2 separate regions of the Oryctolagus cuniculus genome follow, and region 1 is linked to region 2. The links are chromatin contacts, called in public Hi-C maps. All regions are on one chromosome and are shown on one strand. The core of a region is the stretch at or near the end of the contact, and the rest is flanking DNA. Distances in the headings are between cores, read along the strand shown. Region 1 holds the start of TPM1 (tropomyosin 1). Region 2 has its middle 73 kb from the start of MIR190A.

Region 1 (3,189 bases), core at 492-2,991, 150 kb before region 2:
CCACTGTGTCATTTCTTCAATTAAGCGACCAGGCCCTTTGTACCTTAACTGTACTCACCACCACCACCACACACGCGCGTGCACACACACACAAACCCAGAACTTACACTCACTGAAGGTGGCAAAAAGGAAATAAAGGAGACTAGGCATTCTCTGCGTGCACAAACCTTGGTGATGATACCTCGGGAGGTTTTCTGCCACCACGGAGTCAAGGCTCACCTCCAGACTCCACTTTCGGGTGCTCTATTCTCCCAGCTTCTCACCCACCCACCTCTACTTCCAGGAGGATGAAGAAGAGGAGAAACAGAGAGAGAAACGGGTGAAATATCATGTGTGCAGCAGCAGCAGCAGCAGCCGAAGGGGCATCCAGTGCTCTGGGCTACGTGCATGTGTTCAGCACAAGGAGGCAACCCTTCTCCATTGCTTTCAGGCCCCTATGGAGACCCCCAGAGTAGCCGCTGGGGCGCGCGAGGTGAGGGAGGCGGTGTGAGCGTGCACTTACGTCGGTGGCCTTTTTCTCTGCCAGCTCCAGCTTCTCCTGGGCATCTTTGAGAGCCTCAGAGTATTTGTCCAGTTCATCTTCAGTGCCCTTGAGTTTCTTTTGTAGCGACACCAGCTCATCTTCCAGCTGGGAGTTGGCCGCGGGGTATGGGGAGGGGGTGGTGGTGCAGCAGGCAGCGTGATCCCGCAGGGGCGGGGTGTGGGTGCACAGAACCAGGACAGGGACAGCGGGAACGCGAGAGGGAAGGACAGGGAGGGAGAGAGAGAGAGAGAGAAGAGAGACAGTTAGCCAGTCGTGCTGGGCGCCTTGCCGCGCGCCCCGGTACCTTGGCGGCGGCTTCGTCGGCGGCCAGGAGGCTGTCCTCCGCCTTGTGCAGCTCCTCCAGCACCCGGTCCCGCTCGTCCTCCGACGCCCGCAGCAGCTTCTCCTTGGCCGAGATGTCCTCCTCCAGCTAGGGGTGGGGGGCGGCGGCGGGCGCGGGCGGGCGGCCGGCACGGACCGGGTGTTAGACACACACAACACAGGGGCACGCGTTGGCTGGGGGCCCCTCCAGCTAGGGGCGCCGCGGAGCTGGGGTTCCAGGGGGCCCAGCTGAAGCCAATGCGGAGCAGAGCCCGCGCCTCCCCTCCCCATTTCCCAGGACGGGGCTTCAGCCACGGTCTCAGCCTTGTCAGGTCCACAACCCCCGGGGAGCAAAGCAGCGCCCCGGTGTGCCCTTGGGTGCTTTCTGACGCTTAGGAAACAATTCCAGGACTCCCTTCTTCCGCCCCAGAGTCCCCGCCTGAGTTTGAGGCTTGGTTCTCCGCGGTCGGAAGGTCAAAGACCTCGACGCCCCCCACCCACCGCCCGCCTAGAGTGACACCCGGTCCTGGGACTCAAGTGCCTTCAGGACTCGAACAGACTTCGTGGGCTGTGGGAACGTGAGCAGGGACCTCGGTGTCCCCGGACGGGACGGAAAAGTGAGAATAAGACCCAGGCTGGTGCGTGCCCTTCCCCTCCCAGGCGCGCGCCCCGGCCGCCTCGGCTGGGGGCCGGGATCGCCGGGCCGACGGAGCGCGGGCGCTGGGCGGCCGCAGGGCCGGGGAGGTGCAGACCTGCTTGCTCCTGTCTTCCGCCGCCTTCTTATCGGCCTCGGCCTGCTCCGCTCGATCCAAGGCATTCTCCTTGTCGAGCTTCAGCATCTGCATCTTCTTCTTGATGGCGTCCATGGTGGCGGCGGCGAGGGGCCCTGAGGCTGCGGCGGGAGCGGAGGGAAGAGGCGAGCGCGCTGGGGCTGCCGAGCCGGAGTGCGAGCGCGAAGCCGCCTGCTGCTCCCAGATATGTACTTTCCCAAGGGGGCGACCGCATTCCTCAAGACAGCCAATACTTTTTTGGAAAAGCTTTTTCCTCCTGCCCCCTTCCCCCTCCTCCCTCCGCCCGGGCCCCCTCCCCGCTCCTCCCGCGGGGGCCGCTCGCCCATTCGCTGCCGCCCGCCGGCCTCCGGGTTGACGGTGGATATGACTATATATGGGGACCCGAGCCGGCGAGGCGGCGGCCGGGCGAGGCCGCCCTGTTTCCAAACCTGAGCGCCGGGGAGCAGGCGCTGAGGCCTCGCCGGGGCAGAGAGGCGAACCCCTGCCCGCTGCGCCCCTCCTTCCAGAGCCCGCGCCCTGCGCTCCCGGAACCGGGACAGGTGGCGGGTGCGCGTCGAACTCTTGGGGTCGCCGGACCCCAGCACGCTCGGCGGGACACCGGGGGTTCCCTGGCAGCCTGCGCCCACCCCCCACACCCCTCCACTCTCGGCTCTTAAGTTCTAGGCGCTCTTCAGTGCCTTCGGGCTGCCAGGTGTCATCCAGAGCACGCAGGTCTTGAGAAAGTCCAGCGGAGCGGAGGAAGGGAGAGCTGGGAGGAGGGTCCAGGGGTCTCTCCTGGGACTCTGCTGGTGCGGTCAGAAAGGCAGAGTGCAGCCCAAGGATGGCACAGGACCTCTGTCTTTTGTGAGCTCTTCCCCCAAGAAGAACAATCAAGCACTTTAGGGACACAGGAGTTTGTTGGCTTAGTTTTTCTCTCTCTCTCTCTGCATGTGTGTGTGTGTGTGTGGGGGGGTGTTTTAAGGAGGGTGGGTGCCTGGGAGCTTAGGGGGAGAGAACGTTGAGTTAAAACTTGGGCCATGGGAGCTTAAGGGGAGAGAACATTGAGCTTAAACTTGGGCCATTTGGTCTTTGGTCTCTACTGTGTCACCAGCAGGTGTGTGATCTTCATAAGTAACTCCGCCCCTGCTGCAGTTTCTTCATCTTTCAATTCAGGGGGAAGCGGACCCCTGAGGTCCCTCCAGACCTAACTGTTTGTAAATCAGTGTTTTGCACTGATTGTAGAAAGCCTGCCTCTTTCCTGGCAAGGCAAGGCGCTCCGATGCTGGGTGGCCAAAAACGTGGGCTAAATATCATCCTGGCTAAGCCACTGTGTCCGCAGCTGTACTCTGGGGAGGGAAGAGGCCCAGCTCTGCGCTGGGAGCCTGCCTGGAGGCAGGAGGGCTTCCCTACACCTCTTAATTTTAACTCCACTCCTCCAGTCCCCAAGAAGTGGGGGAGGGAGGGGAACCTGCTCTTTTTCAGAGCTTCAGTGGGAGGGGAGGAGCCACCCCAGCTCAGCCTGAGTGAGCCCAGCAGAGGCAGGGGTGGTGAGGGTTTTGTTAACAGTCCCCCTGG
Region 2 (3,223 bases), core at 574-3,073:
CATCACCTGCTAGCAGCTGTCTTGCTGCCAAGGCAACAAGTGCTGGCTTTGTGGTCTGCACCCCACCCCCACCCCCTACTCTGCAGGCGGCTCCCATCATGACCCTTACTGTGGGCTTCCAGGTGGTACAGGTCGGGCAGGGATGGCAGACATCTGAATCACACCTCTCCCTGGGCACTGATGGGGCCCCGCGGGCGGATGTCAACATTCTGTGATGCCAACACAGCACTCCTGGCATCAGCCTGAACAACTACAGCTGGAAAATTCTACCACCCCGTGTGCCCCCTCCCTGATCCCTCTTGTCTGCAAAGTGCGGTGCGCCAGGTCAAACGGTGAAGGGGTGAGGTGTGCCTTTAACTTCTCTGTCCCCCACCCCTGGGCCTTGCTATGGATCCCCTCGCTTCCAGCAGCGGTCCCTGTTCTGTTCTGCTCGGGAGCCCGAGATGCGGTGCCACTCATCCCATCCCTCACTGGCGACACAGGAGGAGCAGCGGAGTCTCCCAGCCCCCACACCACAGCAGCTTCACAACTTTGAGGGTTTCTCTCAATGAAACCTACCTGAGCACCCCCAGCCACAGTGATAAGGATCAGCAGGGATGTGCAGCCCTGGATCTACAAGATGTTTAAATGACAACAGTCTCGAGCAACAAGAAATTCTCCCTACTGATCACCAGCGCCAACCTTCCCAGGTATTTAAACACAATTGTTTTTTAACATTTTTTTGTTTGTTTTGTAAGTCAGAATACAGAAAGAGAGGGAGAGGCAAAGATCTTTCATTTGCTGGTTCACTCCCAAGATGGGCACAATATCCAGGGCTGGGCCAGGCCAAACCCAGGAGCCACGAGCTTCTTCTGGTTCTCCCATGTGGGTGCAGGGAGCCAAGTACTTGGGTCATCTCCTGCTGCTTTCCCAGGCACATTAGCAGGAAGCTGGATTGGAAGTGGAGCAGCTGGGACATGAACTGGCTCCCAGATGGGATGCCAGCATCACAGGCAATGTCTTAACCCACTGCACCACAATGGTGGAGTTTGTAATCAATAGTAAGTCAGGTCTTGTGGCATCCAAGTCCTGTCTCAAACTGTAGCAGAACTTAACAGCTGTATGGTGCTCAGTAGTTGCTAAAAGGCCTGTGGATAGTGGGTTACACCACTGCTTGTAACGCCTACATCTCATATTGGGACACTAGTTTGAGTCCTTGCAGCTCCTCTTCCAATCCAGTATTCCTGCTAATATGCCCAGAAAGGCAGCAAGAGATGGTCCAAGGGCTTGGGCCCTAGCTACCCACCTGAGAGACCCGGATGGAGTTGCTGGCTCCTTGTTTTGGCCTGGCCCAGCCCTGGCTATTGTGGCCATTTGGGGAGTGAACCAACAGATGGAAGATCTCTCTGTGTCTCTGTCTCTCTTCCTGTGTTGTTTTCAAATAAATAAATAAGTCTTTAAAAACTAAAAAAGGGCTGATGTTTTCCCTCAATTTCAGTCCCGTTGCCACTGTAGTGTTCTCCCACCTGGCAGGGCCTGCAGAGCCTCCCCCCTCCCCGCCTTCTTACCCAAGGACCAGGCTGGAGGGGCTGAGCTGTGTGGGGGATCTGTGGGTGGAAGTGCGATCCAGGTCGGAGGCACTTGCAGCCTGGAAACCTCTCCCTGTCTCTGTCGCCAGGGCAGGCAGGGAGGGTTATTTTTAAATCCTGAGGTTGCAGCATCTGATGGCCCAGACCCCGAGAGAACCTGCCAAGCAACTAGCCCAAGAGGTGTCGGAATGCGGCCTCCAGAAACCAGAGCTGGGCAGCAGGGAGTGTTTTTGCACCAGCTGCTTCTGTGTACCGTGGGGTCCTGCGAGGTCGCCATGACCTTTACCACCAGCCTGGGCCTAACCTGAGCTGGGGCGGGGCATCGCCAGGGAGCAGAGGAGCCACACCCTCCTGGCATGTAAGGATGTCCCGCCCTCGGCCATCCTCACCCCCAACCCAGCCCGGGGGGCACTTTGGGGGTGTCCTGTTCTTCCATATTCATGGTGGAAACTGAGACAAGCAAAAAGGCACAAAACAACCTGTGAGCTTTCCGTCGCCCCCTCCCACTATAGATGGGTGGGGACAGGCACCTGTTAATGTTTGAGCCGTGTTTCTCCTGCCTTTTTTCTATGCATATTTATACATATTTTATTTTTCAAACACCCTTTTCAAAGGTCTTTATTTTTCAAATTTTTTCAATCCCACGGTGGAATCCCACCCAAGGCCAAGCACTGAGGGAGCCAGGAAGACCCCTCCTTCGGAAAGAGCCTCCCATTTAGAGGAGTCCGATCATCTCCAATTGAGGGCCTACAGTCCCAGGGCAGGGGTGGCCAGGCGGTGACAGGGGACACACTCAGCACAGCAGTGTCCAGTAAAAGCACCTTTCTTCCCGTCCCCACCTGGCCCAGCAGGTGTCCTAGTGCCCACGTTAGGCTTCGGCCTCAGGGGTCACCCGGGTCAGAAAATCACTGGTGGGCTGGAGAGGAGGAAGCTTGGGTTTGAATCCTGCTCTGCCTCGCGAAATAACTGTGTGAGGCTGGGCAAGCCGTTTAACTCACGTGTGTCGGATTTCCTCATTTGGGAAAGAGGGATGGAAACAGGGAAAGAGGGATGAAAACAACTCACGTCCTAGCCTCGGTGGGAGAATTCGATGAGACAAATAGGCGGAGTTCTTGGAAGAGGGCCCAGCACACAGTAAGTGCTCAACACACATTGGTGCTGCTTCTGCTACTGTTACTATTTTTTTCCAACTCTTTGGAAGGCTGTCCTGTGGTTCAGGCCTCTCTAGTTTTCTGTATCCCTCCAGCAAGTGAATGAACTCGCTCCTACTTCATCTCAGAGAGACGTGGAAGGCACGCAGGGGATGAGACAGGAGTGACTGCAGCCACGTGGATACTGGAGAGGCGGGCATTGGGCTAAAAGCCCAGCCGCTTCACCTGGACACTGCCGATCACGTGACTGCAGTTGCTAAGAGTCAGTGGTCATCACGCTGGCGCTCCCACAGGGGTGCGTGTCTGACAACTTCTGTAGCAATAGACACACATGAAGTACACATCCTGGAGGGACCGCTAGCCCTCCGTTTTACTTTCATACTCTGAGCTGGGGAATCGATATTTTATATGACATTCATGAATATGTTTTGTTAATCAAGACACCAAAGCCACTGAAAATGCACCCCCAGGTGGGCGTTCGGCTGCTTCCTGGGACACCCACAT

What was found. A called contact is a pair of places that touch in the nucleus more often than the background predicts.
Region 1: a Hi-C map of psoas muscle shows a contact between it and region 2, with 9 times the contacts expected there. The contact joins the promoter of TPM1 here to the enhancer-like site in region 2. A contact is called at or near these places in 5 of 6 Hi-C or Micro-C datasets (ear pinna, embryonic fibroblasts, psoas muscle and 2 more).

Annotation. Positions count from the first base shown.
Region 1 is chr12:86,061,312-86,064,500 of mOryCun1.1, reverse strand. TPM1 (tropomyosin 1) reads right to left here and starts at 1,741. Exons shown (of 10, transcript NM_001105688.1): 1 at 1,597-1,741; 2 at 503-628. The coding sequence starts at 1,710.
Region 2 is chr12:85,912,996-85,916,218 of mOryCun1.1, reverse strand. No RefSeq gene overlaps it. Among named protein-coding and RNA genes, the nearest start is that of MIR190A, 73 kb to the right of the region's middle. Within about 2 kb of position 1,823, at least 1 of the 8 cell types and tissues checked has an H3K27ac peak or open chromatin away from gene starts, as enhancers often do.